4 separate regions of the Mus musculus genome follow, and regions 1, 3 and 4 are each linked to region 2. The links are chromatin contacts, called in public HiChIP or PLAC-seq and Micro-C maps. All regions are on one chromosome and are shown on one strand. Each heading gives the region's core, a stretch centred on a gene start, on an enhancer-like site or on the middle of the called end of the contact. The rest is flanking DNA. Distances are from core to core; before and after follow the strand shown.

Region 1 (7,016 bases), core at 2,474-4,973, 480 kb after region 2:
TGCCTAAGTTGGTAGAGTAGCTCGCCTAACACACATGAGACACTGTGTTGTTGTTTTAAACAAAATTTCAAACATTCGATTTATCAAATGAAGATTCAGGAGCCAGATGCTGTTGTGAAAGCCTGCTAGCTCAGTGAGCAGAGAAAGCACCCAGCTGACCTTCCTACTCCACCGCTGTCCCAGAAGGAAAACACACCCTCTTCTTCTCCCTCTCCAGGCTGTCTCAAATACCCTTCAACTCAAAGACCCCCCTTTCTCTTTCCTGGGTTTACTGATGTTCCCTCGATGTCAACTGGTTGCTTGCTCTGTCACCTCTTGACCTATCGTTGACTTTATTTAGCTCTTGTTAACAGAAAGGCCCTCAAGGTCCAGGGGTTAAAGATGTGCACTACTGCTGAGCCACACCACGACAAGAAACAGGCTTTTCTGGTTCACAGTGTCAGGGTTCACAATGTGATCAAATATCCTGCAACATCTGGCCTTACTCTCCATTGCAAAAAAATAGTTGTGCAACTAGGGAGGTGGGGGCTGGAGGATTGGAAGTTCAAGGCATCCTGCATGAAATTTGAAGCCAGCCTGGATTACGTAGTCTAGTCTCAAAAACAGACAAACAAACCAACAAACCTGTCTTTGCATTTTCGTTTTCCTCCACTTTTTCTGGACAATAGCCTCTTCGAAATGAGACAAAATACAAGCAAGTGTCATGATTTATCATTTCCAAAATTAGGCTGAGCTTTCTTTCTTTCATTTTTATTGGCAAATTGTCCTGTGTTGTTCAAGGTTACTGAAGGCTGACTCTGGGAGTAGAGGGGGGCTCCTTTGTGCCAGACCCTAGCATGTTCATTTCAAGGGATCTCTAAAACTCCCTGTCCTGGGGCAATCTGGCCCCTGCTTCAGCTCAGGAGAAAGGAAGACAGCCAGTAGCTAAGGATCTTAAAATCATCTAACCCAGAGGCACACACACACACACACACACACACACACACAAGCTTATGGTGGAAGTGGGAATCAGGAAGCATATTGATTGCAAGTGAGTTCTCACTAAGTGTTTCTTCTCTAGCCATTGCTGGGCGGGGCATCCTCAGCCGTTGTCTTTGTCAGGGTTTCTATTCCTGCACAAACATCCTGACCAAGAGAGCAAGTTGGGGAGGAAAGGGTTTATTCAGCTTATACTTCCACATTGCTGTTCATCACCAAAGGAAGTCAGGACAGGAACTCACACAGGGCAGGAACATGGAGGCAGGAGCTGATGCAGAGGCCCTGAAGGGGTGCTGCTTACTAGCTTGCTTCCAATGGCTTAGTCAGCTTGCTCTCTTATAGAACTCATGACCACCAGCCCAGAAATGGCACCACCCACAATGGGACCTCCCACCCTTGATCCCTAATTGAGAGAATGCCTTACAGCTGGATCTCATGGAGGCATTTCCTCAAGGGAGGCTCCTTTCTCTGTGATAACCCCAGTTTGTGTCAAGTTGACACACAAAACCAGCCAGTGCAGCCATCATTGATGCTGTTACCTTGGCCTATTCTCAACCAGGCTGCTCCAGATGCCTGTGCTGGGTTCTGTGAGCACTGATTTGCCGATGTTTTGCTGTCTGCCTGCTGCTTGTATTTGCTGCGTGCAAATTGTTCTTTTACTTTCCTCAGTACATGCTCAATAGAAAATTTTTCTCACTTGGAACTGAAGAGTGAGGCTATTGTGGAACTTTCTCAGCAACATATGGCATTTCTCTCCAAGGCACTGGGGGACCTTAGAATTACACTGTCCATCACGGCTGAACTGCAGCCCCTTTGTAGCCCACAGCATCCAGGGACCTGGGAGGTACCACTGTGGTTCTGAGAGCCTGACACACAAGGGGATGGATGCCCAGGTATGTTCAGAAACACGGTGTGTGTGTGGGGGGGGGGGTGAAGAGGGAGCCCAATCCAGAACAAGTTTGAGTTTGAACTCCTTGGCCTCAGTCAAGGTGACAGCAGCCCCTGCCTCCCCCTGATTTTGGAGACCTTGCAGAAGTGGCATGAGGGTACACTGTCCTATCCTCTCTTGCTTCATGCTCTGGAGAGTTCTTGATGGCTGAAAATATACAGTCTGGAGCAAGGGAATGCAAGAGTTCTTTTTGCTAGCCTACCACAGGCAGTTCTGCTAGGCTCCTCCTGGAACCTAGCAAAGGCTTACGTCATCACCTGCCTGCTACCAGGTGCAGGTGGCCTGGCAGGGCTACCCCAGTTCTCTCTCTCTCTCTCTCTCTCTCTCTCTCTCTCTCCTCTCCCTCCCTCTCCCCTTCTCCCTCCCTTCCCTTCTCCATTTCTCTCTACTCCCATGTGTTCCTGGCTGGCTTATCTCTCCTTTCTGTCCTCCTCTGCCCCCCTTCTCTGCCCCCATGGCTCTACTCCTGTCTTTCTCCTTCTAACCTTTCTCCATGTCCTCACTCCCCTCTGTTCCCCCAGATAAACCTCCTTACACCAGGTCTGTAGTGTGGTGTGATTTTTTTTCCAGGGGCCACCCCTCACGAGCACAGCATTAGATTCTATAACACTCTCATAGTGTGGATACCCTCAGCCACAATCCCTCACTCCAAGACCAAAATCTATAGACCGAATGAACACATCTCCACCCCAGGTCTGTCTCCCACCTGCAGTCACTCTCGCTAGACTGCATCATAGGAGGGCTTCACAGATGGTATTGTCTCTCCCAGTTTATCCCAGTATGGAACTGACCATGAGGAACAACTGTCAGAGGAAGGGGCTAAGACTCACATAAACTATGCTCACAAAATTCAGCGTGTAAGGTAAGTTGGCCATCTATCAAGAGGGCAGGCAGGAGTAAAAGGTAGCACAGGCTTTCGGTGAAGCCCTAGGCAATAATAGAAAGACATGCTTCTGTATTACCTCCCCTAGGAAAATCTCAAAATTCAATGTGACTAGGGAGACATGACCATCTACAAGGCACAAAAGTCAATGTTTCCTATTAGGATACTAATGGGAAAATGGTGGACTATTGAACAAGATGGTGTGTGTGTGTGTGTGTGTGTGTGCGCGCGCGCGCGCGCGCGCGCGTGTAGAACACTGAGGGGAACTGTAATGTTTCTGCTTTGTTTTTGAAAGACGTTTCCAAGGATGGGGATTCAGCTCAGTGGTGGCATGCTTGCAAGCATGAGGCCCTGGGTTTAACCTTCAACATTGTGCACGGAGGGCTATGGCACTCAGAGCAAGTAACCCCAGCACACCCGGGGTGGCAACCGAAGGATGAGAGGGTCGTAGTCATCCTTGGCTACATTGTGGGTTCAGAGCCAGTATTGAATTCCCACAATCCACCACGGGGAATGTAGAGGCAGGAGAGGTTCAAGGTCATTTCTGGCTACTTTCTGAGTTTTCCAGACCAGTCTGGTTTACAGGAGACTGCCTCAAAAAAAAAAAAAAATAGTTTTCTTGTCAAGATCTGCTACCATGATCATACAGTTCATGCGAATGGTGTTCAAATCACAGGAAGAAAAATCAATCTCACTTAAAAAAAAAAAAAAGATACTGTCTCTGAGAGGCTCCGCGAGCGGCCTGGGTAGGAATCGTAAAGAAGATAATCTTTCCAAGACTATCTAATTTCCAAGCTAATCTTTCCAAGATTTCAGCTGGCAGAAGCCAAGCTCCTCGCTAATAGGCTGTTGAGAAAGGCGCAGGTGCGTCACTTCCGGAAGGCAAGGTCCCGGCCGCTGCTCCGAGAGCGAGCGGTCTCTATGGCAACCAGCAGGCCCTGGCCCAGTTGCCAGGTTCCCAGCGGCCGTCTAGCTGGCCGCGCCTGCACAAAGACCGCGCGGTGACCGCGCAGCGCAGCGCCGGGACCAGGTCAAGCCAGCCCCGCAGGAATTGCCACCCCCGCCGCCGCTGCCCGGAAAGCAGTTCCGGCGGCCTCCGTGACGTACAGGCCGGGCGCGGCCTCGACCCTCGGGCCATCTTGGCAGCGGAGGGAGCAGCGGAGCGACAGGTACATACGCCGCCCAGCCTGGGCCAGCCCAGGTGCCGACGCCTTTGTTCACGCGCGGGTGGTCGCATGGCACCGGTGGTCAGTGCCTGCATCCGCAGCCCGAGCTCCGGCAGGTGCATCCTGCAAAGTCTGGCAGGTCCGCGCATCTCGTAAGGCCTGGGCAGATCCAGCCTATGCATTCTACAAGGGCTATCCAGCTCGAGCATCCTTCAGGGCCTGGGCAGGTCCAGCCAGCGACCCACACTTTGATCCTGCGAAGCTTGCAGAAAGGAACTGCATCCAGGACAGGACCAGCGTCCTCAGGCTTGCTTCAGCATCCAAGGCCTTGCGCTCTGGTTCTCCAGGTACCTGTGGCTTAACTTTGGCCGCCAGCATGGTCCAACCTCGGACCTCCAAAACTGAAAGCCCAGCCTCTGCCCCTGGTGCCAGCGCTCAGATGGATGACGTAGTTGACACCCTGACCTCTCTGCGCCTCACCAACTCCGCGCTGAGGCGCGAGGCCTCCACACTGAGGGCGGAGAAGGCCAACCTCACCAACATGCTGGAGAGTGTGATGGCCGAACTAACTCTGCTGCGCACCCGAGCGCGCATCCCTGGCGCTCTACAGATTACTCCACCTATCTCTGCCATCACCTCCAATGGGACCCGACCCATGACCACGCCACCCACCTCACTGCCTGAACCCTTCTCAGGAGACCCTGGACAGTTGGCAGGGTTCCTGATGCAGATGGACAGGTTCATGATTTTTCAAGCCTCCCGCTTCCCCGGTGAAGCCGAGAGAGTGGCCTTCCTGGTATCCCGTCTGACTGGGGAGGCGGAGAAGTGGGCCATCCCCCACATGCAACCAGACAGCCCTTTGCGAAACAATTACCAGGGGTTTCTGGCTGAGCTCCGCAGAACCTACAAGTCCCCGCTGAGGCACTCAAGGCGAGCACAAATCCGGAAGACATCCGCGTCCAATAGGGCTGTGCGGGAGCGAGAGCGGGAGCGCCAGATGTTGTGTCGCCAACTGGCCGCAGCTGGCACAGGATCCTGCCCGGTGCATCCAGCCTCCAACGGGACCAATCCCGCACCAGCCTTGCCCTCTCGTGGCCGGAACCTTTAAGGACTTGCCACCACCCTGGTAGTCTGTGTCCACCCAGGTAGCTAGACTCCGTTGTTGAGAGTTGTCAATTCAGTAGCTTTGCCCTGTTTGAGGCACCCTTCACGCCTCTCTGGTCTACGGGAGACCATCCTGTCATCGGCATTGGTCACCCACCCCGCTGTGCGGCGTGTATTTGTTTTGTTAGCGTTACCCGCGACTCAGTGCATGCTCCCCCTTTCTGTTGCTTGCAATCCCAGCTTCTCCAGCAATCACAACACAGCCCCTTGGGCATGTGCCTGCCCAGGAACCATTTAGGCTGACCACCTCTGCGAGCTCAGCTCACGGATACTCAGCTCCTGGAACACTCCCTACAGCTCTTGCTGCCCCAGGCTGAAGAACTGGCGAGGAGTGGCCAACTGCTTCGGGTCTCATGTGGACACATGTTCCAGTCCCAAGGAGCAGAGCCTCACAGGAGGATGACCTCTCAATCAGACTCAGCCAAGCCTCTGGACCATGACATCATCTGTCATTTCAATGCCAAATGAACTGTGTTTACATACCTACCTGGCCCCTTTGGGGAGATGGGTTACCTCTCCTGGGTTTTCCTGCCCTCCTCTGCATGGTCTTGGCTTGACCACAAGAAAACCAACAACAACAACAAAACCGCCTCTGAACCCACGGAAAGACATCTCTCTCCTCTCAGGAGCCCAGAGGCTGGGGCCTAGAACCCGGCCTCTTCCAGAGACTTTCTCCGTCATTGGGAAAAGTGACTGACTAACCAGCACAGCCACCTTTGCAAGACCAGGACAGGAGTCTTCGCTGCTCGCTGGGCTCCCGGCCCATAGCCACCTGCTTCTTGTTAACTCTGTTAGCCTAGCAGCCTCACTGAACAGCCAGGGCACCCTGCTGGCACTATGGTGCTATAAGCAGGTGGAAGACTCCTGGGGTTCCACTGAGAGTACTCACCTATCCCCAGCAGCTGAGTCTCATGCATGACCTTTCGGTGGAGGGGTCCCCAGGTGAAGCTACAGCTGCACCAGAAAAAATGGGGGATAGGGAGGAGGTGTATGTGGAGGCAGGTGACAACTGGAAGGTTTCTTTGTGGCTTTCCACGTTGTTGTCGAGGCCCATCCACCGGGGAGGCAGGTCACCTGCCCTGGCTCCTCGGACCAATGGGTGCTGGCTGTATTTGCATTAGGTTTTGCTTCAGAGCCATTCAGGCTGCCTGTCTCCAGGTGTGGCTTCATTACCTTCTGCTGCATCTGGTCTGACCCACCTGGGCCACTCTGCCTCAGTGGCTCCGTCCCTACCTCTGCTCTGGTGGTGGTGGCTTGGCAATGGTTTTGTTTCTTGATGCATGTATTTAGGACCGACATCTCAATAGCTCTCTGTGGCTTGGAGCCTGGAGCACACAAGAGAGGGTTGAGGCTTGCCCTCTGCGTCGGACCTGGAAGAGACACTTGGGATTGGTTGCTGAGGGGCCCATGGTGGCTCTCGTCGGGGCCGTGGTTTGTCCCCAGCCAAGACGATGAGGTGCAAGGCCCATGTAGCTCCAGAGGGAGACTGTGATAACTGGACCTAAAGCTGAGCAAGAGGGGGAGGCTTTGTACATATCTTAAGGTTCTAGTTGCTTGAGCTCAGAAGAGAACAGGGAGAGGGGAATGGGGGAGTTGGTCTATGAAGGAGTTGTGTCACTCCACATTGACAGTCGCGGCGGTACTGTGCCCGCTCTCCAGACTCTGTGACACCCATCCGGTAGGTGGGGCTTCACTGTACTCAGCGTCTAATGGACAGGGGGACCTGGCATTTGGGTGACTTCCCAGCCCAATGTTTACTGTGATCTTGGAATTATCTCCATGTCCCAAAGCATTCAGTGACTTTGAGGAAACAGCAAAGATCCATCTCCTTATCCCTGGCTAAATCCATGACAGGGTGCGCATGCTCTGTATGACA
Region 2 (7,534 bases), core at 4,753-7,252:
AAATATACACTTCAACCTCTGCAATGTAACACAAAAAACAAGCTATTTCAGTTCCCCCAAGAGAACAAGAGACACTCACAGAACAGGAGGGAGCTCTGGCCTGTGCAGGCAAGCTATAGCTGGTTCCTGATCCACTCTGCCTCAGCCTGAGTTGGGGGATTTGAAGTCTCTGCTGCCAGACTTGCACCAATATTACAAGGGTTCCCACCTCAACAGGGGGAGGGGCCTCTGTCTGGGATTTTAGGCAGCTAAGGACCTCTAGAGATCAAAGCAACCAGCAGGGGACGCACAAGACTCCTACTCTCAGGACCCCTGTGGTGATGAACTGAATAGCTGCCCATATTTAGCCATTTACAGTTCTTTATAAACACTACAAGCTTAAAGGCATTACCTCATTTCCTGTTTTTCAGCAGCCAAAAGATCAGAGCCAAACCTCATATAATTATCCAGGGATTGCTCAAAATCTCCCCTTTGTTTTTAAACCAAGGCCCAAGTGGGAGATTTGCCCAGTCTGACCTCTACTGACAAGTTTCTGGAGGCCAGTCTATCTCTGATGTACCAGTCCCTTCTCAACGGCCACTCTTTTAAGCCAATCAGATTGCAGACAGCAACAAAACCCTTCAGAGGCCTCTCAGATGCTGCAGCTTTCTGTTTCCTAGGTGACCGTGTCGTCACCAGTTTGCAGACTCAAAACCAAGTCATCATAGCAACACATTATTTTATAAAAACCTACCAGTGTTTTCTAAATGTAAACTCAAGCCAAAAGCAGATCTCAAAGCAGTTACTGTCTTTTTTATCTAAAACCTTCAACAGAGTCTTAGCTGAGTGTTTTGTGCCTAGAATAAGAAATCATAACTCTATTATGAATGAGCTCTGCAGTAACTACACTGCCTTCATTTTTTTGTAATCCCTTGACATCCACCACTAAGTACGCGTTCATCAGAAGGCTGGAGAGACGGACGGCTCAGTGGTTAAGAGCACGCACTGCTCTTGTAAGGGTCCTGACTTTCGTTCCCAACACCCAGGCCTGCTGGCTCACGACCACCTCCAGCTCCAGGGGGTCTTAATGCCTCTGGCTTCCACAGGCACCTGCACTCACATGCATACACTCCCACAATGACATACACGTACATTAAAATATACAAATTTTAAAAACATTTCATGTTCACCAGAGTCTAAAAGTAGCAGAGTACAGAAGAGGAACTGGTTATCTTCATAAAGCTGTGAGGCCTCCACTTTCGAGCCGACACAGTAGGTCACTGACAATGCCATCCAACTCCAGACACCCACACCCTGCACACAGCCTCCAGTCTTAGCCCTGGGACATTTTTGGCCACTGGCACACCAACAAATGGGATACAAATCAAAGTTTGACAAGCACTAGACAGCAAAGCAGGCCCAGCCTCCTGGGAGAATGTCACCCACCTGAGGAACAAGGTTGCTTGAGCCACTCAGGTCTAAGAACACTTGTATGTGTCACCCAGTGAGGCTGGAGGAGCTTTGCTGAGCCAGGCCTAGCCCAAGCTATGTAAGCGGCCCTTGTCTAAAAGGCTGGCTACCACCAAGGTTCTTCACTGCTACAAAGGCCAGAGGAGTGAGAACAAGTCAGAGTCATGAAGGCAGTCATAAAGAAGGGAGGAGGGGCTGGTTATTAAAAGTGAGCAAGCAGAATGAACAGGATCCAAATCTGTGGGAAATTATGCTTTTCAAAAACTCAACTTCTGCCAGGCATGGGAGCACACACCTTTAATCCCAGCACTTGAGAGACAGAGGAATGGATCTCTGAGAGTTCAAGGCCAGCTAGTGCTACACCAAAGTACAGGCTTTGAGTACAAAGATGCAGGAGAGGGGAAGTCACAGCTCTGTGGCACAAGGCTTCCCCAGCAGGCTCAAAGCCCTTGCTCCCAACACCTCATACATAAAAATCCTGCAAGAAGATGTAGAGTCACGGGCTGCAGCTCAATCCCACTGAAGGAAAAGTGAACAGAAACTCAAAACCCACTTCCTTCTCCCAGCAGGAGGGGCAGGCATCACTCTTACAAAGCAAGTGGGCAGCAGGACCCTGAGGACACACCGGCAGATGGCAGGAGATGTAGGTGAGCAGTAGTTTGCCTAGCATGCACAATGCCCTGTGTTCCATCCCCAGCACCTCACTAACCAAATGCAGGCTTTGAACACACCTGCAGTCAGTCAGATGGGACAGGAGAAAAGGACCCTTTGCCACCTTCCTAATTAGACAGGGGCTCTCTCTGACCATCAAGTCCCAGGGCTCTCCCAGTCTCTGCCCCCTACAAAGGTGTAGGGGCCTCCATAGCCATACACAGTTTTTAAGAGGGTGTTGGGGATTCAAACTTAGGTCCTAGTTCTTGTGCTGCACAGAGTTGTCCACTGACCTCTGCACATACTGTGTGCTACATACATTCACACATATCATACACAGGATGACTTTGACGATGATGATGGCTATAATACACATTCTAAAAAAGAAAAAGCAAACCCCACAAGCACAACTGAAACAGTTAAGACCATAGTTCCTTCAAAGTATAGCACTACTCATGAAAGCACACATCTGCAATCCCAGATTTTTGGAGATAGAGGCAGGAGGATTAGAAGTTCAGTGAAACTTAGCTATGTAGAATTTTAAGGCTAGCCTGGGCGCATGAGATTCTATCCCAAAAGAATTAAAATTGCTGCTTTTAGGGAAAATCACACAAAGCACTCTGCATGCACACTCTCAGTCAAGTGCCAACAGCTCTCAGTGCCAACTCAGTCAGCTCTAGAGGCAGCCACCACCACGCTGCAGTCCTGCCCCTGTTCTACCACCAGTGTGCAGGGATGCCAAGGGACACATAGGAAGCTTTTCCAGAAACCTGACACCCACGGCACTGTTTCAGTCTGCCCATCAGGGGGGACAAGTCCTGTAAGGCAGGTCTTTACATCACTTTATAAGTCAGTGGAGGTTAAAAAAAAAAAAACAAAAAACACCCCAACCTGAGCCCAAGTGAACCCCCACCCCCAAACCCAGAAGATGCAGAAGAGATGCTCTATAGAAAAACTACAAAACTTGGGCTAGAGATATGGCTCAGGGGTTAAGAACACTTACTGCTCTTCCAAAGGTCCTTGAGTTCAAATCCCAGCAACCATATGGTTGCTCATAACCATTTGATGAGCACTTCTGGTGTGTCTGAAGACAGCTACAGTGTACTCATATAAGTAAATAAATCTTAAAAACAAAACAAAAACAAAAAAACCACTACAAAACTTTAGAGCTGGAGGGATCTAGGGTTTCTATAATGACAAATGGCTTCATTTCTTTGAGGTGAAAGCTGAGACTCCAGTAATTTGGCCAGCATCTTCCCACTTCTGGCTCTAACTCACTTCTGGCTTACCCCGATTCCTTTCACTCTCAGCTCAGGCCTACCTACGCCCTGCAGCCCCAGGCCTCCCTGTCACGCTCCTAGGTCATCCTGGGCCCCAAGGTTGGCTGCTACGTTTTGCCTGTGGGACTTCTGCCATTCTCCAGAAACACACCATCAGAAAGCCCAGAACATGGACAGACAGACAGATGGACACAGATACACACACACAGCCAACCCCGACAGCTCTGTCACACAGCTGCCTGCAGAACACAGTAACTTTAGCAGAATTGATAAGGAGAGCTAAACAAGAGGTATGGCCATGTCTCCAGGCAGAAGGCTGGGGAGGAAAGACAGGTACACAACCCAGAAGGGCCCAGCCAACAACAGTTTGCTGTGCTGCTTACAGCCTTGCGTGGCTCACCCTGAGACTGTTCCTCACACGTGAAAAAGGAAGAGTGTGTCCAAGCCAGGTGGCCAGAGGCATTCCATGGGATAATATCAGAGAAGCCTACATGCTTCCCAGGACCCCTAGATTTAACCCATTAAATGCCAGTCCTGCCACTGTAGGTATATTCTAAGTACCTATCAGTCACGTGTGGCTGTGGTAGCCACAGAAAGCCCTCCTGCACTAGGCTATCTCCATTTCCCTCTCCTTCTCCCAAATCCGGCTTCATCCATTATTCCTTATAATCCCTAGTTCACTGCCTACAGTAGTGCATGTCACACCTTCCAGTGCTCACCTGTCTGGACATCGACACCTCCTGCTTGCAGCTTCAACCCCTCCAGGTACACATCCGAACTCGTCTCCTTCAGTACCTTCCCCTTTCCTTCAGGACTCCCCCGCTGACTTCAGTCCCTCTTCCCCCTACCGGAAGCAGTGTGTCTTATACTTGGATAGCAGACACCCTGGTGAGGCGCTAAGGTGAGTACCACCTATAAGCAAACAGATAAAAATCTCACCTAAAAAAAGTTCCCGTGTCAGTGCCCCAAGCTCGAAGCCTGGGCTTTCAGCTCAGTCAAGCTCTAGAGAGCTACTGAACCACACGGCCTGGGTCCAAGTCATTCCTACCTTTTGTGGTCTTTTGGCCTACAAAAAAAAGTCGCTCCACCACAGCTAAAGTGACCACTGGAAAAAATATGTAAGCCAGGACTAGGGACATGGCTCAGTCACCAGTCAGTCTGACCTGTGAACATAAGGCCTGGGTGTGATCCTCAGAACTCCTCAACCTTTAAGAGTCTGCTTCCCTGTTACCTCTTGCATCCCCTTCCCTCACCCCAGCTACTCTCTAGAACCCCCAAGCCCCAGCTGCCTTGAAGGCACTCTTAAGTACCACCAACTTGGCTAATCCCCACCTCCCAACCCTTACCAGCTGGAGCTGTGTCATCTGCCTCCAGCACCCAGCACTGGGCCGCAGAGGGTATCCACTCCCTCTTTAAAAATGCCTGGCCCTTGCCTTTCACAATCATCAGGCCATGTTCTTTCTTGGGGCTTTACCTCAGGGTACCAGACTGCCGGTGTAGCAAGCAAGTCAAGGACTGTTTATCAATGACAATAGCCCGAGGAAAGGATAATCCTTGTTCTAGAGATTTCCAGGACTGAAAATGATAAGATGTGTACCATTTGGCCCCAAACCTCCACCTCAGGGAAGACAGCCACCCTTAAATCAGGATCCCAGAAAGATGGACCTTTAGTTTACCTTCGTCCCATCAATTAGACCACTGTAATCAAGCTTTACTTTCCTGGACTGGTTTTGGTGGGCTGTGTGTGGTAACAGAAACTACCACACATTGAGGGCACAATCTAAAAGAGCTTTGACTGCCCAACTCCCGTTACTCCCAGCGCTGCCATTCTCCACAATGAGTCGGTCCCACACCAGCCTCCACTGCACGGTGAAAACAAACGCACATGCGAAGCCCCACATCCCACCTCCTCTTTGGTTATGCGTGGTCCTCTGTTGACCTATCAGATGGTGCTACTTTTATCCCTATTTACAATTCACAAACCTCAAGAACACTCTAGTAGAAGCTGAAAAGCTCTGTGGACCTCAAGATAGAGAGCAGGAGGCAGGAGATCCTAGGAAGGAAGGTCTCTAGGGATAGGTGGGTCTGAAGGCCTCTCCACCCAAGAAAGGATGGGAGTCTATGGGCCTGGAGACCCGAAGCTTTGGAGTTGGACCAGAGGGGATCTGTTGGACTTCTGGAGAAGATATAACGGTCTCGGGCCCTGAAGCCGCCGAGGTCTGTGTGCTGAGTCTGAGGGAAATCTGGAGGATGGTGAGGTTTTCTAGGTGTGGAAGGTAATCAGGTCCACAGGTGGCCGCGGACCCAGGCAGCCCAGGGGATGTCGGAGGCAGGGTCCCCAGCGCATCAGAGGGCACTAGGGTCCTGGGCACCCTAGGCGGGTTTTGAGGGCTGGGGAGACGCGAGGCGCTGGCACCCAGCCCCGACCCGCCGCCTCACCTGCCGTGCCACGGAGACACCAGTGTCGCTCGCGCTCTCGCCGCCTCCCACCCGGGTCGCGCCCCTTCGGCTGGGTGGAGCCGCCGGGCGCTGCGCCGGATGGCGCTGCGCGTGCACCACGCCGAGCCTGCCCAGCCGAATCCGCAGCGCTCTCTCAAGGCCTTCCCCCCGCGCGCGCGCACTGCCCGCGCGAACGTTCCGCCCTGAAATCAACGGCCCCGCGGCAACGGGAAGCCCCGCCCGAAGGGGCGTGGCCACGACGCGTCCCGCCCCCAAGAGAAGCTACGATTGGACCCACGGACTGTGCTGTCGTGTCCACGATGAGCCTGGTCTTAAGAGACTGAATGTCTCGCGGCCAGTCTTCCCAGCGCTGTTTTGTCTTCAGTTTCCCCATCTGCACGCCTGGACAGCCCCGCGGAAACGCAGAAGGCGTTGAGCTCGGCCGGAACCACCCTTGGGCAACCACTTCCAGCCGGGCTCACTCCATCTACCTCAAGCCACAGGCTGTACAGCCTGTGCCCTTCCCCAGCCTAGCATGCTTCACGTCCTCCCCGCAGTGACCGACTCCCTTACCACGTGTCAGAGTAGGCGTCTGGCCCTTCCGATGTGCCTCTTGGACACGTCTAGCTTGGGCTTAGATCCAGGGACTAATGAGCATATGTACCCAGGTTCAGCACCTGTTAATCGGGTGAACTCAGTGCCCACCCCGAACGTTCGAGAGTACACGTGGGTGGGCTCTGCGCTGGAGCACTCAGCATGAGGACCTTTAAAAGTCAATGACACCTCTCCTTTCTCTAAATAAGGCTGGGATGGATCAAAGCCTATTTCCTCTTCCTCATCTTCCCAGGTCGGCCTGCCCAGGCAAGTTATTTGGACTTCCTCTACCTCTGGCTCCTTTTTTTCTACATGGGTTTGCTGTAAGCATCCCTTCAGCCCCATAAGAAAAATGCATGTGTAATAAAACCTGGGTTTTTGTTCTTTTCTTTTTGAGACAGGGTTTTATGTGGCTTTGGCTGTCCTAGAACTAGCGCTGTAGAACAGGCTGGCCTCAAGCTCACAGAGTTCCACCTACTCTGTGGGTGTAAGGTATACAAAATCACTACCTGGCCAGCTTGAAATTTGTGGCACCAGAGCCCAGAACAGTGGTTTGAACACCTGAGTCTGGGTACCTACTAAGTAGCTGGCCTTTGAGAAAATGTTTTTTTCAGTCCTCAGGACATCTCCCATGAGGATGGCACCCCATTTACTGCAATTAACAGCAGGAGAGGAGGAAGCCCAGAGAAGTTGTATTGGCAATACCAACCATGCATTGGCTTCAAAGGTCTGGGCTTCCCACTACTAGACTGAACAATTTACATGTGATGCAATTTAGTTCACAAGCTCCTGCTTCCATAAAGGGTCCTAAGACTTGAACCTGTGACACTGGAGAAGTTCCCGGGTTACAGGAAGGAAGTTGTTCAAGGAGACTGTAGGCTAGGAGCTGAGGAGTTAGAACCCACAGCACACCACCCACACACTGGATGCCCTCCAAGATCCAGTGTGGCAGAGCCTCAGTAATCCCAACTCTCCATCTAAGGTCAACACAGATCGGAAGTCTCTGCCCATTCAGCCAAGCAGCTTTACAAGGGCAAACCCACAGAAGGGACAAAAGGGACACCTTAGAAACAATGCCCTCCTCTGTATCCAAGAGAGACAGATGAACACTTTCTACCCAG
Region 3 (7,248 bases), core at 4,550-7,049, 300 kb before region 2:
TTTACCTAGATTCTGGGGATTAAGTGCTTTTACCCACTGAGCCACCTTGTCAGTCCCAAGTCTAACTATTTACATTTGTGTTTACTAACTAGTAGTAACACTTATGCAGTGAGTAGAAAAGGCCAGAGTCCTTCAGCCACACTCCGTGAGTTCTTTAGGGGACAACTGATAAAACGGGAAATTAATTTACAGGCAGAAAACTGCAATATAACCCAACAACCCATCTAGATATGGCCCATTTCCTGAAAAATCCCCTCTCTCTTTCCCTGCTAATCCCAACTTCCATTGATAACCACTGGTCACATGTGTATTATCACTGACTAACATGGACTAGTGTTCCAGTTGGTAAAAAGTATGTTGTGACTGGCTCTTTTCATTGCGGGTTTCTGGAATTCTTCCATGTTCTTCTGTGTAAGCTGTTCATTCCTTTTAATTTAGAAAGTTTTAGACAGTCTCCTGATGACTGACACTTAAGTTGCTTCCATTATTTGATCACGTCAGTGAAGTTGCCATGAACGTACCTTAACAAGGGTTTGGTGGATGCGCATTTTTGTTTCTGAGTAATACCTAAAGCTCTATCAGGTATACATTTAAGTTTATGAAGATGTGCTAGTATGCTCTCAAAGCAGTTACATCTTTTATAATCCCACCAATAACCTGTAAGAGTCCCTGTAGTTCCACAGTCTCTCACAAAACGTTGATACTGTCATTTTAAATTTAGCCATACTAATGAGCACACAGAGTTTGTGGTTGCTGTTTGTAAAGGTTACAGTTGTTTGGCTGGTTTTTAAATTTTTTGTTACTCTTTAGTGGATAGGTGTGCATCCCCTTTGCCTGTGTGTTTGTGTATAGACCCATGCCTGGACCAAAGAGATGAAAGATAAAGCACTGGACCTGTGGAACTGGATTACAGACAGTTGTCAACTGCCATGTGCATGCTGGGAACTGAACCCTGATCATCTGGAAGAACAATCAAGTGCTCTTAATCTTAAACCTCTAAGCTAAGCAATCTCTCCAGCCATGGGCTTTTTCTATATCCCAGGCCAGCCTAGAAATCACTTGTAGCCCAGGCTGGCTTCATAATGGCAATCTTAGAACTACATCACCATGCCCACATCCACAGATCTCATTATGGTCTTGTCTGTTTACAAGAGCTCTTTTAATATACAATTCATAATGCCTACAATTCACCCATTCGAAGTATCTCATTGGATTTTGGTATACATATTACAACATTAATGTCTTAAATGTAGTAAAAATATCTGTAACATGAAAATTGCCATGTAGACTACTTTTAAGTCTACAATGCAATGAGTTTAATTTAACTCACAATTTAACAAGTTTAATTTCATGCACAATTCAACAGCCATCACTACCACCTATTTCTAAAACTTAAATATCCAAACTTGGAATTCTGAATCAAAGGAGTTATTGATGTTCCTTGCTGACCCAAACCGGATAGACTCTAAATTCACTTCTCTATGAATCTGCCCTATAGTTCATCAATGGAATCATATAATGCAATCTTCTGGTAGTTCCTTTAATATCTTGGTGATAATCTATGCTTAACTTTTCTGGGGAACCATCAAACAGGTTTTCATGTTGGCCACACCATTCTACAGTCTCATCAACAGTGTATAAAGACTGCATTTCAGACTGGGAATGTAATTCAGTAGCAGAATAGTGACCTTGCACGTGCAAGGCCTAGGGTTCAATATCCAAAACCATTCTAAAATGGGTTATCAGTTTCTGTACATCTTCACCAACGCTGTTCTTCCCCACTTGGGGTAACAGCCAACCAAAGGGTTATAACGCAGCCTTGCTGTGCTTTTCACACTGGGTGCTGAATAATGCTCACGGCATTTATACATCTTCATTAAAGTGCAAGAGGCTTTGCCCAATTTTTAAAAATGGACTATCTTTTTAGAGAATTGCAGGAATACTTTATACATTCTGAAACAATCTTTTGTTAAATATATGTATTACAAATACCTTTATTCTATGCCTTGTCAATTTGTCTTCTCTTTTCTTTTTTTGGGTTGTTTTTGTTTTTGTTTTTGGTTTGGTTTGGTTTGGTTTGGTTTTATGAGACAGGATTTCTCTGTGTAGCCCTGGCTGTCCTGGAGCTCACTCTGTAGACCAGGCTGGCCTCGAACTCAGAAACCCGCCTGCCTCTGCCTCCCAAGTGCTAGGATTAAAGGCGTGCGACCATTTTGTCTTCTCAATGCTATATTTTGATCAAGAGTTTAATTTTAAGTCTAGCTGGATAAAGTATTTTGCTTAACTAGGATGTTCTCCATGTCTTAGATAAGAAATGATTGCTCGGTGCCAGGGTGGCAAGCTGCTCCACAGGCGTGCATGCGAGTAAAGAACAATGCTGTCGTTATGTACAAAAACACTGCAAAGTCCATTCATACTACTTAAAAAAGACTAATTTTTTTAAAGTCTGCCTAGATCACAAGGATACTATTTTCTTCTAAATACTTCAGAATTTAGATCTACATTCCATGATAAGATATTTTTCTAAATGGTCTGAGATGTACGTCAAGGTTCATTTTACTCTAATTAACATGTAAATAGTTGTTCCCACCCTGCTAGCAGATGGCTCACACGCCAGGAGACCCAACTCCCACTTCTGAACTCCACAGCACCATAGACACCTACAGACAGCATAGACAGCATAGACACCTATAGACAGCAGTCTCAACATGTGGGTGTCTACCCCTTTTGGTGTTGAAGGGCCCTTTCAGAGGGGTCACATTACCAGATATCCTGCATACTAAATATTTGTTATAATTCATAAGAGTAGCAAAATTACAGTTATGAAGTAGCAACAAAAATAATTTTTTGGTTGGGGAGTCATCAGAACATGAAGAACTGTATTAAAGAAGGGCAGCATTAAGAAGATTGAGAACCACTGCTAGACAAACCAACTCCTCTCTCTCTCTCTCTCTCTCTCTCTGGTGGCTCAGCAGTTAAGAGCACAACTCCCAGTGTTTATCCACATGGCAGCTCACAACCTTCTATAATGGGATCTGATGCCTTCTTCTACTATGCAGGCAGAACATCCAAGTGCATAAATAAATATTTAAACATAAATAAATAAGCAGAGCCAGAATCAGGAGTGCTGCACCACCACACAACTGCATCTCTCCACCTATCCGCCAGTTCATCTCTTCTGATCTCCAAGCTGCCTGAAGCACGGACACTGCCACACAAGAACCAGAACTGGACCTTGGCATTCTCATGTTCACCCCAGCACGACAATCCAGTTGGTCCCTGAACCCTGCTCAGTCAATCTGGCATTCCTCAACATCTTTCCCTACCCTGTCTTGCCTCTACCCTTCCCCACAAATGTCCTAATCTGGGCACTTTTTCACTGGGACTTCTGCCATAGCTACTGAAAGAACCCCTGAACTTCATCCCTCTGCCTCCAGCTTCATCCTCTACCCCTAGCTTCTCTGTTCTCTTTCATCCCCAAGAAAGGCAGACAGACAGACTTTCCTCACAAACAGATTTTACCAAAACACTTCTTTTGACTAAACCATCAATGGTTTCCCCTAAGTCCTCTCAGAACAGATCAAGTGAAGAAAACTATGGGCCTTAAACCTCTCAACCAATTACATAAAGGAAACCAATGTTTGAGTGGCTCCTCTGACGCAGAGATATTATTTTTGTTGTTTCTCTGCGACCCCACAGAATCAGTATATGGCCCTTTCACAGATACTGTCTTTTCTAGGAAGCCCCAGAATCTCCGTCATTTTACAGGTATGGGTGTTTTGCCTGTGTGTATGCCTGATACCCAGAGACCAGAAGGGAAAAGTGAAGTTACAGATGGTTGTGAACCACCATATGGGTTCTAGAACTCAGACACTGATCCTCCGGATCCTTCTCCTGGCTCCGGGAGGCAGCACCTTTCCTGTGTGCATCTCTACCACAATATGTTCACACAGCAATCCCCTAATGTGTTTGATGAAAGGAATTATGTCACATTTGTTTTTTGTTTTTTTTTTTTTTTTTTTTGTCGCCTCAGCTCCCTGCAAAGGCTGTCTGACAGTACTCAATAGATGGTTAATGATTAAGGTATAGGTCCGAAATGGTACAGACAGGCCCAAGCATCCAATCAACCAACATTATTTCCCAGCAGTATCTGTCACACTGATTAGCATGCTAACCACAAGGCCAAGTAGTGCTCGGGCTCCCCAGCACCTTTTAGACGCACACTGTGTCGCCTGGTGGGAAAGAGCTCCACCAGGATATTTTTGTTGCTGTTGTTGGGTTTATTTGTTGTTTTTTTTTTTTAAAGATTTATTTATTATTATATGTAAGTACACTGTAGCTGTCTTCAGACACTCCAGAAAAGGGTGTCAGATCTCGTTACGGATGGTTGTGAGCCACCATACGGTTGCTGGGATTTGAACTCATGACCTTTGGAAGAGCAGTCGGTGCTCTTACCTGCTGAGCCATCTCTCCAGCCCGGGTTTATTTGTTTTTGAGATACAGAGGATGTCACAATGCTGACTGGTCCAGCCTCAAACTCAAGAGATCCACCTGCCTCTGCTTCCTGAATGCTGGAACTGCAGGGCTGAGCCACGTGACATGTCTGGCGGCTACCTATTTTTAGAAAACGTTCCTGTGACCACTGAGCCTACGTGCTTCCCCCACCCCCACCCCCACCGCGTTCTCTGCCCTTTGTCCACACTCTAGGCCTGCTTGTTATCTCTCTACAGGAGAGACCAAGGGCTCCGGGTCCTCTCCCAAGACTTGGTCCAGGGGAGACCATTACTGTTAAGAGAAAACACCAATGGTGTTTAGTACTAAGTGTCAGGCATGGCCTAAGGATGTAACACGCATCGTCTCATTAAACCCTCACTGTCAACTCAACCAAGGAGGTCCCAGCGAACCTTGTTTCCATTAAACAGACAAGGAAACTGCAGCGCAAACCATACCACAAAAATCCATCAGGAACTGACAGCCTCGCACACTTCTGTTTAAACACGTTTATTTCATCTCAGCACTGAAAACAACGCACCACAGCTCCCATTTTGTAAGGCTAGAAACAGAAGGGTTAGAGGCGATGCTGAGCAGATGTCACGAAGCCAGGCCAGCTCTGCAGGCTCCTGGACAGAACGCCCTCTAACCCAGAGGGAGAAGCGAGCCCGAACACGCCTCCCTTCCCTGGCCACCGCCCTCAGGGCCCCGCCAGAGGAGCCGAACCAACAGCTTCCCCGCCGCCGGCTTGGGGACCAGTGTCGCCATCGTCTGCCCCTCTTAGAGCCTGGCCAAACCCTCGTCCCAGAGCAGGCCTAGGCGAGCGCCACAGAGCCACAACCTGAGCGTGGGCCGAGCTGATGGAGCCCGCCGCCCCGCCTCGCTCGCCGCTGCCCAGCCCAGCCCAGTCAAGCCCAGCCCAGCCCAGAGCCCTCCATGGTTCCTCTTCCTCCTTCCTAGGTGGCAGCCCCCGCGCAGTTACCGGTTACGCTGCTCCTTGAAGAGCGCCGTGAGCGCGCGCAAGGCCTCCAGGTCCTGGATGGGTGCGGGCACCATGATGCCCGACAGCCGGGAGGGTGGCATCCTGGGCGCCGCCATCTTGCCACTCGCTCTGGGGCCGAGCCTGACCAGGCGGAGAGCAGAGCGAAGAGAAGTGGGGGAGACAGACGACAGGCGAGGAGATGGAGACGCGGTCTGCACGGCTCTGGCTTCCGCAGCCCGCGTCACCCAGATCCCGTGGTGCTGCAAGGCAGAGAGCGCGAGACTAGCTGGCTTGCCTCAGGCGAAGAGGACAAGGCGACGCGGCAGGGGGAGGGGGAGGGGGCGGGGCGGAAGTCCCGCCTGAGGGGAGGGGGCGCAGCGGAAGTCCTGCTCCTGCGTAGGGTGGGATGGGGGAGGTCTTCGGTCCCCACGGTGGGGAGACGTGGAGTAAAGACCCCGTCAGAGGACAGAATACTGAGATGAAGGGGTCGGGGTGGGGGGGGGGGGGTGGCCTGTAGAGTGTCCTAGAGAATGAGTGTCTTATCAGGGACAGATGCTTTCCATGAGCAAGGGCCACCATTGGTGGGGGTCCACTCATGCAGAGGTTTCCCTCTGGGGAAGAGATACCAGGCCGAAGCAGCGCCCCCAGAATAATGGATGTTGTCCCTAAGGAGACCTGGAAAGGAGGCCCCTGAGAGGAAGAGCAGGGATACAGGCCAGAGGTGTCACCATGGGAGGGGACCTGCAGAGGAGACTTACCCTCAGGGCATGTGTTGCTAGGCCAACCAGTTCTATTGCAGGAAAACCTGAAATGGAGACTCCAGGGGAGGGAATGCGAGGTTGAGGTGTTCCACTGAGGGAGACCTGAATCGGAGATTCCCACATAGGGAAAAGATGCTGGATACCTCAAGCCATGGAGGAAGACCTTGGATAGAGGCTCCTCATGGGAAGGGGACGCTGATCAAAAATGCCCCCTTGGGAAAGAAGTCTTTCCCAAGACTCCAGGAAGGAGGCTTCCCACAGAGAGAAGGCTGAGAAGAAGTACCTCCCTAAGAGGTGTATTCCTTTCTTGTTGCAATATCAAAATATGTGATAGAAGCAATTTTACAAAGGATAGGTTTCTTTTGGCTCACAGGTTGAGAGTACAGGCCCACGTGGTGGGGACTTGTGACACAGGGCTTTAGGCAGCTTGTCACATTGCATCTATTAAGCCAGAAAACAGACAGCTGGCTTTGACTTTTTTTTTTTTTAATCTAGACCATGGAATGCTATCACCCACACTGGGGGCAGATTTCCACACACTAACCTCATCTAGACAGTTCTTCACAAACATGCCCAGAGGGTTGTCTCTGGTGATTCTAGAACCTTGTCAATTAATACTATAGGGGACCCGGGGAAGAGAGTGGGTGCTTATCAGGAATATCCCCATATTGGGGCTGAAGAGCTTGCTCAGACATTAAGAGTACTCTATCTTCCAGGAGACCTGAGTTTATTTCCCAACATGTGTATGTAGGTATCCTAGATTTTTATTACTGTGAAGAGACACCATGACCAAGGCAACTCTTACAAAGAAATTATTTATTTGGGATTAATTCACACAGTTTCAGAGGTTCAGTCCATTATCAGCATGGCAGGAAGCATGGCAGCCTGCGGGCAGACATGGCGCTGGAAGAGCTGAGAATTCTACATCTTGATCCACAGGCAGCCAGAAGGAAACTCTATTCCACAGGCAGCCAGGAGGCTCTCTTCCACACACTGGGCAGAGCCTGAGCATAG
Region 4 (7,052 bases), core at 2,843-5,342, 320 kb after region 2:
ACTGCTGTGAACAGACACCATGACCATGGCAACTCTTACGAGGATAACAGTTAATTGCGACCGGTTTACAGGTTCAGAGGTTCAGTCAATTATTATCAAGGCAGGAGCATGGCAGCATCCAGACAGGCATGGTGCAGGAGGAGCTGAGAGTTCTACATCTTCATCTGAAGGCTGCTAGGAGAATACTGACTTCCAGGCAGCTAGGATAAGGGTCTTAAAGTCCACACCCACAGCCACACTCCCACTCCAATAGGGCCACACCTCCTAATAGTGCCACTCCCTGGGCCCAGCATATGCAAAGCATCACAAGTATGAAACTTCACAATCTAGGAAAACAAGGCACAGAGTGGCTAACAATTGACTCAAGGTCACACAGCCTGTGACAGGGTGTGGGGCCCCTATCCCCAGCTGTTAACCACTGTACCCCCTCCGCTGAAGGCACCTTATCCTCCAAGCTTCAAATGGTCTTACAATGCCTATGACAGAGATGAGAAGATAGGGATCCAAAGAATGACTTAGAGAGAGCCACCCACCCAGCCTTGCTTCCAGGAAGCCAGAAACCTGGATAGAACGGGCAGCCAGAAGTCCCACAGATCCAAGCCTGTCGCTACCCACGTCAGCCACCCAAGAAGCCGCTGGAAATCTGTGGGACTTCTTCCTCAAGCATCAAACTCAAGCCAATAGCAGGGGAAGTTGAGTTTCAGCATAAGAGACAGAAAACTTATTTATATCACCGTGCTAACGTCTGTTACACAGGATAGAAAGGAAGGGAAAATTATGAAGTGATGAAAAGAGAAAGGTTGCCCTCACCCCTGAGACTTCCCAGATGAGAAACAGAATTCTATCCCAGACAACAACTGCTTAAGGTCTCTATTCCTACCTGGAAACCTTCGACTTTCTAGGGTTTTTCACCTGAAAGCCATTTACAGAAAAACATACCCCAAGACCCTTGTGTGGCCTTAGTGGCTCTTACTTTAACTTTATTAAAATATCTCCCATCTCCAGAACCACCCCATAATTTTGCCTAGCAAAGAGAGAGAGAGGAAAAAAATAAAAGGGAAGATTCTTAGTAACCTTCTGAGATGTAATGTGAAAGTCAAATTAAAATGGTATGTATGGGTAATACTATGATATTTATTAACTCTCCCTTGAGATGCCCATACCTGTGCTTGGCTATATCTTAATTCTTTCCTTAAACCCCTCTTATTCTTTTAACCCCAAATGCTTAACACTTATGTAAAAATTATCCTTTAGAGGACAGTTATTGTGGTGTGTAGGACTTTAATCCCAGCACTAAGAAAGCAAGAGACAAGAGGATCTCTGTGAGTTCAAGGCCAACCTGACCTATACCGCAAGTTCCAGGACAGTCAGGGATACATAGAGACCCTGTCTCAAAACATCAACAGGAGTCTTTCAGGGGCTGGAGAGATGGCAGAGGGTTCACGCTCAGTTCCCAGCACCCACCTCAGGTAGCTCACAACTGCTTGAAACCTAGTTCCAAGGGATCTGACACCCTCTTATGGTCTCCACAGGAACCTGCACTCCTGTGCATACATTCCCATACACACACACACACACACACACACACACACACACACACACACACACACATTTAAAATAAAATCTTTCTTAAGAAAGTCCTTATAATTTATTTTTTAGATTTGTTTATCTTATTTTACAAATAGAGGTGTTTTGCCTGCACATGCCCGTCGAGGTCAGAAGAAGGTGTCGGATTCCCTGGAGTTATAGGTGGTTGTGAGCCACTACATGGTTGCTGGACCCCAGGTTCTGTGCAAGAGCAATGGGTGCTGTTCAGAGCTGTGCCGTCTCTCCAGCCCTTCCGTAAGGATCGTTTTCACTGGGAAGCCTCCCCTTGTGTGATTTTCCCCTTCTTGAGCATCTTCTTTCCACTTTTAACTAAACTCTGACCCCGTTTCCCTGTGCCCTGAAAGTTCCTTTTAAGTGGACGCCATGGACCTCGAGTTTGCCAGAGGTGAGGTCTTCCGGAACTTTCTAGGGCTATTGAGGGCAAGAGTGTAGGGATGTGTGTTTGTCTGCCTCTTGCTGCAGATACCTGGAAGGGCAGGCAGTTGCTAGAGGGCTTCCAAACATCTCCAACCTACAACAGCCTACTCCCACCAAGGCAGATGCTGAGCCTGGCTTTCCATTCACCAGCCGGAAGATCATGGCTCCCCTGCCTCTGCTTCCTCATCCGCAGAAGTGGGCGGTGCCACTACCATCTCAGGATGTTGGTGTGAGTGAGGACTGAAGCAATCAATCAGCATGCCAGGACTTGACCTCTGCTGGAGGACCACCAGAACACTTGGCAGATGTGGAGGCTACTACTCCCCATGAGGAAAGTGGCTGGCTCAAAATCCGCTAATCACGCTAGGTGTAATGGTTCTTTTTTTTTTTTTTTTTTGTATTGTCAGCTTTTGGAAGGTTGAGGCAGGAGGATTACCTTGAGTTTAAAGCCAGCCTGAGCTAAATAACAAGACCCGTCTCCAAGAAAGAAAAGGGGGGGAACCCCAAGCTCTCCCAAAATTCCCCTGAAGCTTTATCTGTGTCATGTGACCAGCTCAGTGAGATGATGGGGACTCAGGTATTGGGATGGTTTTCTGGTGTGATGAGAGTCTACGGCCAGGCACCTCTAGGTGACAGCTCTTGGCTACCCTATTATATATTTTGGTTTATTATTAGAGACAAGGTCTCACACACTGAGGCTGGCTTCAAACAACTATGTGGCCATAGATGGCTTTTTGTCCTCAATCTGATAAAAGTCCTGGGATTACAGCCTCAGGCCACCACACACCTGGTTTATGTGTCTCAGGGAAACAAACCCAGGGCTTTGTGTATTCTAGGCAGAGGTTCTACTAATTTAGTTACATCCTGCTGTTCTCTTTAACTGAGGCCACCTCTATGCCCCTCATTGACAGGAAACCCCCAACCTTACACAGTTCTCCAAAGTTGCACTTTACTGTTAGCGGATTCAAGTACATACCCGGGGCTCACCCATTTAGACTTCTTCTGGACCACCCAGCAACCTAGGGCCACACCCACCTGCTTAACTCCCACCCCATCTTCCAGCTCTACTGCAGCGTCCTCCACAAAAGTCCCCACACCCCCTGGCTTCGACCACGGAGAGCTTATTCTGGGCTCCCGAGAGCTGAGAACAGACAAGAGGCTGACCTGACCTCTGGGAACAGCTGGACTCAGACTTCCAGTTACCTGCCCCCTCCTCCATCCCGGTTCTGACTCGGGGAAGGGTTTGGCGGGGCATTCTACAAGGAACTCATAAACATATCTTGAAACAACAGAGGCCAATGAAGATTGCTTACTTTCCGAGGCGTACTGAGTTCTCACTTCGACCAAGTTCGCCCTGACTGGCTGACAGCGCGCGCACTAGAATCTAGTCCCAGAGCAGAACCTGGGACCGCCAGGCCCTTTCCCCACACCAGCCAAAAGAACTAAGGAATGCCACCCCTCCCCCCAGTGGCCTCCGCAGTTCCCCTAGCAGGGCCTCGGCAGCTAGCTACACTGACTGCACCTCCCTCTTAAGAATTCTCGAATTCTCGGGAGGCCTTTGCCAGGTTTGGGAAAGTGAAAGAAGCCCGCAGCAGTCTGCCTTACCTAAGTGGGGACTTCCCAGGCCCGCGGCCTATAAATCTTGGGAGTTGCACCCAGTGTGACAACGTGACCAGACAGACCCCAGTCTCGGGCCCCAAGTGCGAGTTCAGCATCCGCCCTGGCCTCAGTGTTGCCACCTGTTAGGCGGGAAAGATGCCACCATGATGCGCTCAGGTTTGGTGCGGGAGCCGAGGGGCTACTGCCATGTGCTGACCCCGGGGGCCCAAAGGGGACCGAACCTGGGTCGGAAGAAAAGCAGGGGGCACAGAAAGCGGGGACAAGGTGGGGAGTAGAGGGACACCCAGGAGAAGTTGGGACGGGAAGAGGCCAGGACCAGGGATAGGAGCCGCGCCTTCCCACCCGAGCAGGTCCCCAAGGGGGGGACTCACCGGACCACCGAGCACCTCACCTGGTCTCTGCAACGCCAGCCACACACCTGGCCCGTCCCCGGACAGGCCCCTCCCCAACAGGCCCCGCCCAATGTCAGAGCGCACAGCCGGGAGTCCCCAGGGTGGGCGGGACCAGGGTAGGTGGTTCTAACTCTAGGCGGGAGGGAGCTACGGGACGCTGGCCCTCAGCAGCTGCTAGCCCTCACTTTTACCCGCATTTGAGATGCGCCTGGTGAGAGGGGAAACAGGAGATCTGTGCTGAGTTGGAAAACACAGCCCGCGTCTCCAAGCGTCCGACCTGCTCTCCCAGGCCTGACCTCGGTGCGGGTACGGGGCTCTCTGTCTGCTGCCTCTGCCCTTGGGGTGTCGGGGTGTCGCTGTCCCTTCCCTTCTGAGTCTCCAGCCCTTCGTAGCTATGGTTCAAAACCACTCCCACAACCCTATGACTTGCCTCTAAGCACAAAGAGGCCTTGGTGACCTAGGGAGAACAGACCAGAGGTGGGGGCACGTAGGTGGTTTTACCAAAGCGTGGACTTCTGCCTCCAAGCTTCCGGACTTCACGCAGAGCCTGCACCTCTTTCCGGCTACACCTCATCTCCTGCCTCTACCTGTTGTCCACCAACCTAACGGCCTTGAATGATCTCAGCTCTCACCCTAACCCCAAGCTCAGGCTCCTAGCTGTGTTGGATACCCAGCCTATGCAGGGACATACTACGGCCTCCCAACTCCTCCTCATCTCATTCTTCCAATGGTGCGGTCCAAACTCGAGTCCTCCTCATATTCTATGTGTGGTCCACTCTCAAGCCCCAAGAGCACCTACAAAGTATGTCACTGTACCACATGCTGACCCCAGGGGACCAAAGGGGACTGAACCCAGGTTGGAAGGAAGGCAGGGGCACAGAAAGCAGGGACAAGGTAGGGGGTGGGTGAAGTTGGTGATCTCCTAGCCTCTTCCTCACTGGTCCATCTGTCTCCACACAGGCTCAGAGGCCCCTTTCTGAAGATTCTCACACAGAACTCCACTCGAAGTGTTCCCAGTAGATGAGGCAGCTCCACAAGCCAGCTGAAGGGATCATGGCCCTAGGGAACATTTGTGGAGCAGCTAAGAGAGCAGCTGAGACATCACTCACCTCTAGAGGGTGTTGTGACTTCAGGGGACAATCAACAGAAACCACCATCTCCAGTTTCTGGAAATAACTGGGTCTCAGCCAACCAGCACAGGCCCCACGGAGGGCAGGCTCCTCCAGTGGATCTGATGGACCTTACTGGATGGGGAGAAAGAGAAAACATGGCTTGCTGCATCTACCATCTCTACCCTCGTGGGGGAAGCTTGGCTCACTGTGGATGCTTAGTGAAAGTCGAAACCATGCCCACTGACCTTTGCTGAACACACAGCTGAAGCCCTGTGACAGAAGACAGCTTAACAAGCAGGTAGCATGCGTGATTTCTTCCTGTAAGAGTTTAATGTTTTTCTATTTATTTTTATTTCATGGTTATGGGTGTTTTGTCTGCATGTATGTGCATATACCACATGCAATGCACACAGTGTGCCCTTGGAGGTCAGAAGAGGGCATCTGATCCCCTGGAACTGGACGTACAGGGGGAAGGATCAAGATGGCTGGCTGATGAATCTAGATCCAACTGCATGAGCAGCCAATGTTCTTAGTCACTGTGCAATCTCTTCAGTCCCATTGCGTGTAAGTTTTACAGGAGATGGAGAAACTTCACAAGGAAAGGAGGACCCAGAGAGACCAGCACATTGTGTATTTTCATGCTTTGGTTTTAGGAAGGGTATTAGTCATGGAGGGATATGATAGGAGGGCAAAAGGTTGGAGCCTAACTGTAATAAACTGAGGGAAGTCAACCCCTCCTCAGTCAAACCTCTCCGGAAGCACCCCCAGAGCCATGCCCACAAGCATCTCTGAGGTTGAATCTTAGCCTTCAAACTCTCACAGCTCTGTCCTGCATCAGTTTTCCCAAGGGCCGTATTTGGGAGCAGTGTGTTCTGAGCCAACATCACTAGCCATCTGGTCACCATGGTGGGTGGGATCTAGGCATAGGATGAGGCAGAGTTGGCAAGGGCTTGAGTCTGTGGTTAACACTGCTCATTCCCTGGATCGAACCTGCCTGTGGCCTCTCTTTTATTTATTTATTTATTTATTTATTTATTTATTTATTTATTTATTATATGTAAGTACACTGTTGCTGTCTGAACCTGCCTGTGGCCTCTCTTTTATTTATTTATTTATTTACTTATTTATTTATTTATTTATTAATTTATTATATGTAAGTACACTGTTGCTGTCTTCAGACGCACCAGAAGAGGGCATCAGATCTCTGTTACAGGTGGTTGTGAGCCACCATGTGGTTGCTGGAATTTGAACTTTGAACCTTTGGAAGAGCAGTCGGGTGCTCTTACCCCCTGAGCCATCTCACCAGCCCGCCTGTGGCCTCTCTTACTTTAGCTGCAGGCACCAAAGCTGTCTATGATTGTTTGAGCTTGAGTTTTCTAGTCCACAGGATTTGAAGCATCCTGGTGGAAAAAGCAACCTTTTAAAAAAATTTTTTTCCTGGCAAGACCAGGGATTGAAGCCAGTGTCTTGCACATGCACAGAAAGCTGTGCATGCAGCATAAAACCACAGCTCTGGCTTTCTATCTAAATTGCAAAATTGTTGCCCTTTGACAATGCCAGCAGTCCACGGATGAGGGTGGGGTTATCCCAGGGGAGGCCTCTGATTGGCTGAGTCTAAGATACACTGTATTACTCAGGGGTCTCTAGAGGAACAGAATTGATATTTCATATATATATATATATATATATATATATATATATGGCATTTAGAGTGGTTTACAAGCTGTGGTCCAATTAGTCCAATAATGGCTGTTTACCAACAGAAGGTCCAACAATGCAGTAATTATTTAGTCCATGAGGTTGGATATTTCAGCTGGTTTTCTTCTTCTTCTTCTTCTTCTTCTTCTTCTTCTTCTTCTTCTTCTTCTTCTTCTTCTTCTTCTTCTTCTCCTTCTCCTCCTCC

Evidence for each region. A called contact is a pair of places that touch in the nucleus more often than the background predicts. HiChIP or PLAC-seq counts read pairs in DNA pulled down with a chosen protein or histone mark.
Region 1: a contact with region 2 is called in an H3K27ac HiChIP or PLAC-seq map of double positive thymocytes, with 5 read pairs. The contact joins the promoter of Rtl6 here to the promoter of Fam118a in region 2. A contact is called at or near these places in 1 of 39 promoter capture datasets (pre-B cells) and 1 of 115 datasets of contacts at active chromatin or transcription factors (double positive thymocytes).
Region 3: a contact with region 2 is called in a Micro-C map of embryonic stem cells, with 4 times the contacts expected there. The contact joins the promoter of Atxn10 here to the promoter of Fam118a in region 2. A contact is called at or near these places in 1 of 39 promoter capture datasets (hippocampal neurons), 2 of 484 Hi-C or Micro-C datasets (embryonic stem cells and myeloid progenitors), 1 of 115 datasets of contacts at active chromatin or transcription factors (memory CD8 T cells) and 1 of 9 other capture datasets (pancreatic islet).
Region 4: a contact with region 2 is called in an H3K4me3 HiChIP or PLAC-seq map of embryonic stem cells, with 2.1 times the contacts expected there. The contact joins the promoter of Arhgap8 here to the promoter of Fam118a in region 2. A contact is called at or near these places in 4 of 39 promoter capture datasets (the 3T3-L1 cell line, embryonic stem cells and stem cell-derived epiblast-like cells), 6 of 115 datasets of contacts at active chromatin or transcription factors (astrocytes, embryonic stem cells, extraembryonic endoderm stem cells and 1 more) and 3 of 9 other capture datasets (adipose tissue, embryonic stem cells and pancreatic islet).

What each region holds. Positions count from the first base shown.
Region 1 is chr15:84,554,530-84,561,545 of GRCm38.p6, reverse strand. Rtl6 (retrotransposon Gag like 6) reads left to right here and starts at 3,723. Exons shown (of 1, transcript NM_177630.4): 1 at 3,723-7,016. The coding sequence starts at 4,353. The coding sequence ends at 5,084.
Region 2 is chr15:85,035,530-85,043,063 of GRCm38.p6, reverse strand. Fam118a (family with sequence similarity 118, member A) reads right to left here and starts at 6,002. Exons shown (of 9, transcript NM_133750.4): 1 at 5,820-6,002.
Region 3 is chr15:85,334,806-85,342,053 of GRCm38.p6, reverse strand. It overlaps Atxn10 (ataxin 10), which reads right to left and starts at 5,799. Exons shown (of 12, transcript NM_016843.4): 1 at 5,474-5,799. The coding sequence starts at 5,589.
Region 4 is chr15:84,717,092-84,724,143 of GRCm38.p6, reverse strand. It overlaps Arhgap8 (Rho GTPase activating protein 8), which reads right to left and starts at 4,092. Exons shown (of 12, transcript NM_001164628.1): 1 at 4,037-4,092. It overlaps Gm20556 (predicted gene, 20556), which reads left to right and starts at 3,878. Exons shown (of 3, transcript NR_040347.1): 1 at 3,878-4,153; 2 at 4,998-5,447.